Linked DNA regions of Zea mays: region 2 is linked to region 1. A link is a contact called in public Hi-C data. All regions are on one chromosome and are shown on one strand. Each heading gives the region's core, a stretch centred on a gene start, on an enhancer-like site or on the middle of the called end of the contact. The rest is flanking DNA. Distances are from core to core; before and after follow the strand shown.

Region 1 (5,873 bases), core at 1,120-3,619:
ACGACCTGCCGCTTCCCTCGGCCTCCGTCGCGGCGCCTGCTGAGGTGGGACCAGAACGCCCAGGCCGTGAGCGCCAGCAGCATGACGGCCTTCTGCAGCGTGTCGGCGGCGATGAGGCGCTCGTTCATGTGGTACGGGTCGTTGGTGGACACCATGTGGAAGATGAGCACCGGCACGGCGTACAGCGCCACGAAGTGGTTGATCCCCGCGCACTGCTCGTCGGAGAGGCGCTCGCGTCTGCCTGCACCCCCGCGGCCCGTCTGGGCACGCGCGAGCCGCAGCTGGCGCACCGCGCGGCCGTAACAGAGGGCGCCGGTGTATGGCGTCCCCAACGGCGCAGCTCGACGCAGACGCGACAGCGGATCTAGGGGAAGGCGGCGGCGAAGCGAGAGGAGGAAGGAAGTTCTGCGCACCCTCGACGCCGACGCGACGGCGGATCTAGGGCAAGGCGGCGGCGGAGCGAGAGGAGGAAGGAGGTTCTGCGCACCTAAAATCGGAGAGGAAACGCCGTTGGGGCTCGCCGGAGTTGGGGAACTTGGATTGAGCGGAGCCCCACGACGGAGTTGGCGAACTTGGATCGAGCGGACGCAGATGCCCATTACACCTGTGCAGCGACCCGGGTGGGTCAAGCAGTGTCACGTGTCAAGACGCGGAGACAGCACGAGGCCGGGAAACGCGGGCGTGAGCCCGAAGGCGTTGTGGTTTTAATAACTTAGATTAGATTATGTACTGGACTCCTCTCATTCCTGAAATCTAGCCAATATCATGATTTGGGGAATTTTTAATTTAAGTAACTTTTTGTATTCAATATTTGCTCACCTATGGGCCTTATTTTAACAGTTTAAAATTGCATTGTCTATTATGTGTAACATCAGTTGAGAAAATACTAGCAAATAAAAGATTTGCTATATCCTAGCCACTGATGCAATATGTGCTCCCTTCATTGTACAAAACAGATTGCCTTGGAGAGAAATGAACTGCTCGATGGAACCAATGTGATCCGTGGTGAAATATCAGAGCTTCAAAACGAGCTGAGGACGCGGCTAGAAGGCAGCAACCCTATCTCTAGATCAAATCTTACAGCACTCCATCCTGCGACCACAGTATTTGCGTTGCATCATTCACCACACCCACAAAGTCATCGCGACGATGGCACTTCCTCTGCCCCACGGCGGGAGCTGCAGCTATTCCCTAATCAGGATGCGCCTACTGAAGGTACTCAGCCATCACAAAACCACGGGATCTTTAATCATGTGATGCGGCCGCTGGCAAGGTACCCACCAGCAGTGACCACTTTGCCTGTACATGTATACCCAGTCCTTCCAAGAATGGAAGATGAGCAATGCAGCAGCGGTGGCACTAGTACTACGGGTAGGGAACCGTTAACAGCTCAAGTAAAAAACGAAAGATGTGGCTCACAGTTTAAGAAGTTTTCGTTGTTTTCAAGTTTGATGTTTCCATTATAGCTGATGTGCTAAAGAAACCTTACAAGCCTATGCGGCTGTGTGCCCGCACATGTAAATATCGTTCCACTCTGTATTAGCTGAACTTAACCTCAACTAGATACCTCGATGGGAGCAATCTATCTTTGTTAGTCCACTTCGTGGTTTATCTGCAGTACTTGTCAAGGAGAAGATCAAAGAGTATCTGGTTCTAGAAAACAAGTTAACCACTCTTCTTTTGTATCTATATACTAGTTCTGTACAAGTTTGGATAAGTCCGAGCAAAAACTAGTCCGGCTGAGGTACCACTGTGCAATTGCAATTTTGTCAATGGGAATCCCACCTTGAGTAAGGTTCGTGTAGCTGCTTAAATCCAGCAAGTTTGGATACATCAGCAAGACACAATAATGGAGGCACAGCCTGCTTCATTCTTCTCCACGGATATTTTCTGCGCTTCTGATTCTGAATCCCTCACCTGAGCTATCTCATCCCACCGGCCTTCTGATGCGTATGTGTAGACAGTAAAATGTTTGGCGTCTGAAGGATGGCACATGGCAGTGGCCAATGGCGAGGAGCCTGGCGGTGGGGAACGCGTGGTGCGGGAAGTGGGAGCATTTCAGCATCAGGGCGTGGAGCTGGGTCAGGTGCCCCGTCCGCCGTCCGCGTCGCCGACTTGAGCAGCGCCGTCAGCGGCTTCCGCGCCGCGGTGGCAGGCTCGCCGGCTCGGTTGCATGAGTTCGTCGAGGAGGCGCCGACTGTTTCTGTTTCTGCAGGCGTCTCCCCAGACCCAGAGGGAAGGCCATGCGAACACAGAACGTGGGCTGTGGGCCGCGTTCGGGGTGCCCGTCACAACTGAGCCGATGTCACTTATATGAGTGAATAATTTATTGAAACCCAGCCCACTAGTTGAAACCTAGGGTTTACATCCCTTATAAAATCTCGTCTTCCACCCCCGCCTCGCTCAGTCGCACTTCCTCCGGCGGCGGCAACTCGACGGCCAACCGCGCCACCCTGCCGCGGCAGCCATGGTGCATGTTAACTTCTACCGCAACTGTAAGATCCCCCTCCTCCACTGCATTGCACGCGTGTTCCCTCGAGACTAACCATCCAGCTTGTGCTGTGATTGCGTCGCGGGGCCTCTAGCTTCTTCTAGTAGTGTCGGGGGGAAACACTTACCATGCGCAGTGTATGTAGCGATGGGTGTTCCTTTCGGACACGCTTGATTAATAGTAGCAATTCGGATGGTTGAACAACGCCTTTCGGTTTTGCTTTGATCCGTCAAGTCCAAAGCATGGTGCATTGCCCTTAGGTGAACTGATCGCGCGGGTACGCACGTTGTTTGAAATCTGTATGCCGGGGTGAAACGGTGCTGGATCAGAATTCAAAATACCAAGCTTTGTGCTAGTTTTGCACTCTTTAAAAGCAAATACTATCAGACAATGTCCTTAGGCAGCTGTCGCATTTTTTTTGTTACTGCTCAAACTGACGCTGATTATTTGCACCATTTAGTAGAGGCATTAGATCTGTTTTCAATACTATAAAGTAGAGCACATGTCTTTCATGCACTGATAGTGACAGGTTAGTTGCTACAGATACCACTCAGTTATTTTCCAATGCTAATTTTTGTAGCACTATCAGTAGCTTATGGTGCTGTTGCACGTTGCAGATGGGAAGACTTTCAAGAAGCCAAGGCGGCCGTATGAGAAGGAGCGCCTAGATGCTGAGCTGAAGCTGGTTGGTGAGTATGGCCTGCGGTGCAAGCGTGAGCTGTGGCGCGTGCAGTATGCCCTGAGCCGTATCAGGAATGCAGCCAGGGAGTTGCTCACCCTGGATGAGAAGAACCCACGCCGTATCTTTGAGGGCGAGGCGCTCCTCCGTCGCATGAACAGATATGGTCTTCTTGGCGAGGGACAGAACAAGCTTGATTACGTGCTTGCCCTCACTGTTGAGAACTTCCTCCAGCGCCGCCTCCAGACCATCGTCTTCAAGAATGGCATGGCCAAGTCCATCCACCATGCTCGTGTCCTGATCAGGCAGCGCCACATCAGGTTTGTTTATATGCTGCTGATTCCTCGATTGTGCATCAATGTTAGTTGTATCTTAAAATTTTCACAAAGAGTAAAAGTTTGTAATTGCGGATCAGAGCAGTTTCTATGTTTTCTTTGTGTATATGTCTTATGTTCCTTCAAGTTCTGGCATTCTTTGAGCATTTCCTATGTTAGTTATGAATTTTCGATTACTGTTATAGTTTGTGCTCAATTTTCCTTATGTTTTGCTGCTGCTGGTTGTATGTTGGTTGTAAAGACACATTTGACCTTGGATGGGCCATATGATGAAAAACCATGTGCAATTCTCACGACGGTCGTCTGAGACACTTTGTGTGTAATGTTGCAGTCATGTTTCTCTGATGCCCTTGGTTACATTTGATTCTTATTTCTGTTACGTAATAAATTGTTTTGTGTGACCCTTGTCTGCTCCCTATCGTTTCTGTTTACTGTAGTGTGGCCCCTGCTCTGTCTTCTCCAGTGTAAAAATGAGAGTCCTGCTGACAACACTGCACATTTGGAATGTGATTCAGTATATTGTTTTAACAGCTTTTATCTTCCATTCATATTTATTTGTTATTATAGTTTTTTTCTTCAGGTTAACCCATTTGATTAATTCCGTTCAATCATCTGGATCACAAGTCCATTAGCCCTACTTTTGGAAATTTGTTATTTGGATGCACATTGCTTCATACCTGCGCAGCCTACCATGCTGCTTTGAATATATATATCCATATATTTCTGTGTTTTGTTGGGCACAATGAGGAGTGAATTTTGCTAATGTATCTCCGAGGCCAGAATGCCAATGATTTTTATGTCCTTTTCATTCTGAGTGCCCTATTGGATGTTCAAATAACATGATTATTTTCTTTTTTCCCTTACAGTGTGATTATGTTGTCATATTTCCTCCAGATTATTTGGTTTCTAATTAATATGGGATGCCTTGTTCTGGCCATTCTCAAACCTGGCAGACTCAATCATAACTCTGCCCCCATGTTGTTAGTGTGGACAATTCATAGCTCCTTGCTTGTGTTCTCGTAAAAATGGAGTGTCCTGCATGTATCTGCTTTAGTAGAATCTCATGTCTCATTGAATTAGTCTTGTGATCAAGTTGTGGCGCATATGAAAGAGATCAAATTATTCATGAACTGTTATCATTGTGATGCTTATATTTGAATCATTTCCGTAGTTTGGGTAGATTGACAGACAAGTCCAGTTTAGAAATTTGGATTTACTAGCCTTTTGTCCCCTTGATCTAACATTGTGTTTTCACAGGGTGGGAAGGCAGCTCGTCAACATCCCCTCGTTCATGGTCAGGGTCGAATCAGAGAAGCACATCGACTTCTCCCTCACCAGCCCTCTGGGTGGTGGTCCTGCCGGAAGGGTGAAGCGGAAGAACCAGAAGAAGGCCTCAGGGGGCGGCGACGCTGAGGAGGACGAGGAGTAGAGGGCCACGTAGGGATTCTGCGACCGCAATTGGTTGAAATGTGAGGTGGACACTTTAGTTGTTGTGCCTGAGTGTGTTTGTTCATTGTAATGAATTCAGAAATTCTACTGTGGTAGACAATTTTGCACCCCCACTACTGACACTCCTGTTTAAATTTAAACATTGGCATCGTGTCTAGACAGGATGAATTGTATTCTGGTTTGGCCGTTTGGGTGGCTATTTGCTAGTTTGGTCTTTAGGCCAATGTTTAAGACTGAAACAAATTGGTAGCCAACTTTACTTTATTATGCTCTGCTGGTCTGTTTGGTGATTTTTTTTTACCCATGCAAATACACGGCCCTATATAGCCAGTCTGCTGAAGATGGCCTAAGCAGTAAGCACTGTTTATGCCAGCAATTAAAAAGCCAGCCTCCCATCATTAAATTTGGATAGGTCGAGAGTTTGTGTCTGAAACCCTTGGTAGGTATCATTTAGGTCTAGTTTGATGCGACTTAAAAAGTGATATCAGGAGATTGCGGATAGTCTTATAGCGGCGTAGTCATACGCCTTCCGAGCTGAGGAAATAAAAAAAAACTCCCAAACAGTCCCAACCGGGGACTGGCCGCCGATTTTCATAGGATACTACGGTTCGTCTGGGTACTTTCGGCACCTGACTGACATGATCTGGGCGAAGAGGAAAGCTGCAGCAGCAGCAAATTCGGAGGACGTCCTCCGAGTCGAGACCGGTCCACGGTCCTCTCCAGCTCCGGGCGTCTAGCCCAGGCCCAGCCAAAAGAGATATGGCAGACGCACGCACCAAGCGCACATGCAATGCACATGCACCCCAATGCCACCGGCCACCGCCCTATATCCAAAGCCACTTTGCAGTCACACTGCCAGCGAACTTTTGGCCAAGCTGATGACGCTACTCCCATCAGACAACAACTGCAGTCTTACCCT
Region 2 (5,873 bases), core at 1,568-4,067, 140 kb before region 1:
GCTTCCTTCGGGTATGTTTGTTATGATTGCTAAAGAGCGGATACGGTGCCCGGGGCTGCAGTCGGTGCGGAGCGGAAAATTAGCTGACGCCCAACTTCCAGCCCACGAGGTGCGCAGCAAGCAACAGGAAGCATCCGTTCTCGGCCTCTCTGGCTCCCGACTCAATCGGCGACTCCGAACTGGCGAACTCCACCTGACCACCTCTGCCCTCCTCCGGCAGTCCGGCCACTGCTTAACGCCACAAAGCCGGCAGCCGCCCGCCGGTCCTATCTGTGAGGAGCTGACGCCGCACCGTGATTAAAGCTGAGAATCCGGAGAGAAATGGTACCAGCCTCCCAGGAAATGGCAGAAGCTGTCAGACAGTTCCTCTGGATTTTTTAGCTTCTTCTCTTCCTGGGCCAAGTGCCCATGGGTAATGCTCTCTCTAGTCTCTGCCTACGAGAAAATGATCCAAGGGTGTTTAATTCCCCCAAACAAAGGTTTAGTATATATCACATCCAGCGTTTATATATAATTTAATTATAAAATTAATCATAGAAGAAAGTTTATTAAACATAATTAGTCTATAATTAGAAAATGTTTACTATATCACAGCACTAGTTTATAGTTACAGTATATTTAATACTTCTAACTAGCATTCAAACATCCGGTGTCGCCGATAAAATTTTAGTTGGTGTATCTAAACATCCCTTACTAGATATAGATTATTTACTCAGTTGTCTAGAACAAAATTCTAATCTTTTAGATGGTGTTTGCGACTCCACTCCATGTTTTCTAGCTCTGTTCGACTGACTTTGTCAGGAGTATCTCTACTCCACAGTTGACAATATTTTGATGTGTTTGGCTTACCCAACTCCAACTCTAACTCCAAGAAAATGAGATTTTGTTGAAAAATATTTCCGTAACCCTTACCATGATATTGTATTTACGAACTTTTATTTAAGTATAAAAAATGTAATGCACCATATAAGAGATGTGTGTCAAATATATTATAGTTTAATTGATTGTTATAACATATATAATGAATATTCAACTTTAAAAATAAAAACATTTTATGCCTAGTTCCAGTACACAGAAATAGACGTATCTATCTAACTCATCGCGAAGTATATCCATAGTGTGTGCATTTAGGGATAGGCATTCGGATTACCCGAAAAATTTGGGCTGAGTAATTCAAATTTCGTGCTATAAGAATTGTTACTTAAAATTGCAGTGGATTTTAGATTACATGGAAATTCGAGTTCGAGTATTCCTGAACTATCGAATTGTTATGTCAACTTCATAAAAACACATGCAATTATAGATATATAAATTGATAATTAACAATGACACGAGTATATAACTTATGAAAATTTGGGTAATCTAGGATTTATGGGTACTGGAGGGTGTACACGAATTATCCAAAATAAGTTTGGGCTTTACGAGTGACCACCTGAAATTCCCAAACAAAATTCAGATTTTGGGGTATTTTGGGTTCTGTAACACCTAAATATAAGTTGGCGAGCTTGGGAGACAAGGAGACGCGTCGCTCTTGCCCGATGCCTAATGGACTGTTGTAACTTATTTTATTGTATTTTTAATATCATTCTCGAGGAAGATGTTTTTTGAACCTTCGACATGAGACTTGTTATGAAAAATGAACTAATTTCGTAAGGGGCTACTATCGGGGCCCCTTCTTGACCAAAGGTCCTCAAAACATCAACTCATGAGTCTGTTTTAGGTATAACAGAACAAATGCTGAAGGACACCTTCGGATGAGATGACATGCAACTGACATGGTTGTGGAGACGAAGCTACAAGCTTCGGTTCGCCGACATGCACACGTGATAAATAAGCTAGCCAAAACAGGGTGAAATGAGAATGCCCCTGTTCAACTTTGTAGCTATGCTTGTAATTTTGACGAAGTTGTACCCTACGTCTATAAATAGAGACACAATACTATACACATATACATTTTCTTAGCTCGAGAGAATTGAATCACTCCGTCTACGAAGCTGTCTTTTCCTTCTTACCTTCGTATTGTTGCTCACAAAGACGAAAGTATATCTGTAATTATTTATTATGTGAAAAAGAAATGAAGTAAAGTAATGTGCAAACAAGATGAGTAACCCATTTCGTCTTCATGCTTTATTCATGTTATTTTTTGTTCATCTTTTATTTATTCCTTACACGTTCTCCTTTTATTTAATCTCTCTAAAAAGAGTTAATTAAAGAATAAATTGGTAAACTTTTTTATTGATGTTGCGCTTTTGGTATCCCCGTAGAAGTAAAAAACAAGTGAGTAAGAACAGTCGAACCAAACAGAACTTAAAATCCTCCGGACTACCATACCCGCGGGATCCGTTAAATTTGTATGTAACAATATTTTTTAATGATAACTAATGATAAAAATAAATAAATAACTTGTAGATTACTCATTGTATGTTTATTTTGATATACATATAACGATTTTTTCTAACATCTGATAATGTATTACATTAATAACAAATGAAGTATGTTTTAATTATAATTTAATGGGAAGATGACGAAGAAATATCTCACACCAGCGTCCGTAGAGATTTTTGCGGGATATTTTTTTATCATGGAGACAATGATGAGGAACTAATTCTAAGTACATGTTCGGTTAGAAGGGGATCGAAGGGGAATGAAGGAGATTAAAGCTATCCTACATATTTAGTTGTGCATTTTAGAGTTTGACTCCAATTTATATGTATGGATTAAGAATGTAAATTAAACACCTCAATACATGTGTACGTGGGACGCCCGTGTTCAACCCTATGGTAGTCGCTGCTTTGGTCTGTGGATAGTCAGAAGTTCTAAAAAAGAGAGAGGAGAAATGGTAGGATGAGCTGAGCTGTTCTATTTTACGGACATGCGATGCCCTATGGATGGTCTAGATCATGCGCTTTTACTGACCCGACTCACTCTCTCTGAAAACTAGGAACCCCACTCCCCTCCCGAAACTACCGCCGCCGCCGCTGCCGCCGCGATCCAGGTCTCCCGCCCCGCCTGAGATCTCGACCTCTTCACTCCTCGCCGCTACTGCTCGCCCTCCCGCGTATCCTCGTCTCAGCTCTCAGGTTTTCAGCCTGATCAAACCGGTGTAACCAGCCGTGCATGATTGCATTGGTTCGGCTCGCCGGAAGAGCAGCTTCGCGGAGCAGGTGAGTCGTCCCCGCCTCCCCGGTCCCTCCAGATGCCTTTCCCAGCCAGAATACGTGCTCGTAATAATCGAATCATTGGGGGGGTGACGGTGCTTGCAATATCTGCTGCAGGGTCGGCATAGCGGCGGCGGCGGCACCCCCTCCTGTCGGCTTGTCCGTGCAGCGCCGGAGGGCGTTCCAGGGCGTGAGAATGGAGACGGGGGGAAGCAAGGGCGGCCGTGGCGCTCTGGTGGTCCTGGAAGGCCTGGACCGGAGCGGGAAAACTTCGCAGTGTGCCCGGCTGCTGTCCTTCCTCAAAGGCAAAGGCTACAATGCCGAAGGATGGAGGTTCCCCGATAGGGCCACCAGTGTGGGGCAGATGATCTCTTCCTACCTCGCGAACGATTCGCAGCTTGATGACAGGACGATTCATCTGCTCTTCAGCGCCAACCGCTGGGAGAAAAGGTAGGTGTGCTCTTCTCGCCACGCAGCTTAACCATTTCGTCGATCCGAGGGTTTCTTAGCACGCCGTATACCAAGGTTCGAAACGGCTGTAACTATGAATCTGTTGGTTTGGCTTGTCACTGCCAGAGCTTTGATGGAGAGCAAGCTACTTAGTGGAACTACTCTCATTGTAGACCGCTACTCCTATTCGGGAGTGGCCTTTTCAGCTGCTAAGGGCCTTGACATTGAGTGGTGCAAGGTGAGCTGCGTGCCATACGGATGAATAATGACTTGCTCTCTTCCATTCATGTCAATATATAGCTGCAAGCTAAGTGATGCCTATTTATCCTCTTTTATAGGCTCCAGAAAATGGACTTATTGCTCCAGACCTTGTAATATATCTTGATGTACAGCCAGAGGTACTCTATTTATACTCACTTAGCCTATTCCAACATGACAGTGTTTTAGTTTCTTTTTGATGTTTTTCATGAATTTGACTTCTGCTCCATTGCTTAGACTTATACACAGATGATGGCCACTGTTTGCCCTTAACCCAATCAATAGTCCGCTATTTATTTCTCTTTTGGAACACTGAAAACAATCCACTGTATGATTCTAAAGTATTTATATTTATTGTAAGCCAGAAAGTATGGGGAAGAACACATTTTGTTCAGCAAATTTCTTTGGCCACACTTCTATAATGCTAAATGTTGTCTGTGATGTTAAAGTTGTTACTCGACAGTACCATGTAATATATGCTACGCTCACTTCAATAGTATATACATATATGGATTATCCTCGGGCTTCATGATTGTCAATGCTAATCTAATGTTACAGAAAGCGGCTGAAAGAGGAGGCTATGGGGGTGAGCGATATGAAAAGATAGAGTTCCAAAAGAAAGTTGCAGAGCATTACCATTCACTCCGTGATTCGACATGGAAGGTAACTCAGTTTCTGCAAGAATCACCAAGATGAGGTCCTTGTATTTGCTTGGCCTCATGCCAACGACTCAGGTCTTGATATGTGCCAATCAAGGGTCTGGAATTGCAAGTGAAACAGATTCAATACCTATTTTGTTCAGTTTGCCATGATATTAGTGGAATGTCAGAGCTAATGTTTCTGTGAGCAAAATAGAAGCACCGAACAGAGAAGAAATCCATAGTGTGTGTGCCACTTGATTTTTTATTTTGTGCAAACTAGACATCTCTAACAGAGAAGAAATCTGTAGTTTGTTTAGTGCTTGTGATTTTTTTATTTTTAGTCTTTGATAGTGCTCTAGACCACAAATATGCTTCTTTTGTTACTGAATCTGAATGACAACTCATTTTCTTTTCTGTTGAAGGTGGTTGATGGTTTCCTTCCCATGGAGACTGTTGAAGAAAAACTGAGAGATTTAGCTACGAGCTGTATTCAGGACTGCCAAGGGAACCCACTTACCAATCTGGCCTGGTGAAGTGCCATTATGCACAAAGTAATGGCGGCCACACATCGTCTTGTGTGATCAACCATGGCCGGGATAGAATTAGGCATCCGGAAGCATTGGCCTTTCCATTTGCTCTATCAGTATCCCTTGTGCAATATATTTATAATCTCAAAGTGTGTTTTTTCTTTCCTAAAGTTAGGCCCTGTTTAAAACCTCTAGAGCTAATTGTTAGCCAACTAATAAGTTGTTAGCTGGTTTTAGCTGGGTTGAGACAGCTACAACTAATGACTATTTGAGAGGTATAGCTAACAATTAGTCGGTCTATTATCTGATCTGATCCGTTTAAAACCTTTCAGTTCATTTTAGATGCCAACTATTAGTTTTAGAGGTTTGGAACAGGACCTTAGTCTGTCTGCCGGTGTACGGATTTTGTGTAACGTGAAACATGTGAGAGTGCAAAACACTTAAATTTCTATGCTTCATGTACCTGTGAATGCTGCTGGGGTGAAGAAACATTGGAAAAGGAATGAAAAACAGTAGCACTAGAAATTTGGGGTTTCCAAGCAAATGAATTCAGAGCAAAACTTTACTTCAGAGCTATTTATTTCTCAATCAGGAAGCATACCAGTCTGTCTCTCAACCAAGGCCTCGCTCGTTTGTCCCAGATTCGTCCGGGAATTATACCACCCTCCTGCTCTAATTCCTGCGTATTCAAATATCTCGGGAGCTAGAGAGGAGTTCCTGCTCGTAAGGGTCCATCTTGTCTTTGAAGGCCCATGCTCTGTAGCTTGCAACTCGGTGGGCCTCTTTGAGATTTGGATTTCATCTCCTGCAAGGTCTGCTCCTGGGTCACGTGGTTGACG

Evidence for each region. A called contact is a pair of places that touch in the nucleus more often than the background predicts.
Region 2: a contact with region 1 is called in a Hi-C map of bundle sheath, with 2.9 times the contacts expected there. The contact joins the promoter of LOC103647875 here to the promoter of LOC100283332 in region 1. A contact is called at or near these places in 9 of 25 Hi-C or Micro-C datasets (bundle sheath, ear, leaf and 3 more) and 1 of 3 datasets of contacts at active chromatin or transcription factors (leaf).

The regions. Positions count from the first base shown.
Region 1 is chr2:219,435,261-219,441,133 of Zm-B73-REFERENCE-NAM-5.0, reverse strand. It overlaps LOC100283332 (40S ribosomal protein S9), which reads left to right and starts at 2,369. Exons shown (of 3, transcript NM_001156233.2): 1 at 2,369-2,495; 2 at 3,109-3,490; 3 at 4,763-5,193. The coding sequence starts at 2,468. The coding sequence ends at 4,934. LOC111591046 (small nucleolar RNA Z162) reads left to right here and starts at 4,239; the gene lies at 4,239-4,326. LOC111591045 (small nucleolar RNA Z161/Z228) reads left to right here and starts at 3,765; the gene lies at 3,765-3,855.
Region 2 is chr2:219,574,870-219,580,742 of Zm-B73-REFERENCE-NAM-5.0, reverse strand. It overlaps LOC103647875 (thymidylate kinase), which reads left to right and starts at 2,817. Exons shown (of 6, transcript XM_008672373.3): 1 at 2,817-3,164; 2 at 3,276-3,608; 3 at 3,735-3,846; 4 at 3,947-4,006; 5 at 4,425-4,529; 6 at 4,930-5,578. The coding sequence starts at 3,118. The coding sequence ends at 5,040. It overlaps LOC100282641 (xylulose kinase), which reads right to left and starts at 240. Exons shown (of 11, transcript NM_001369014.1): 1 at 1-240.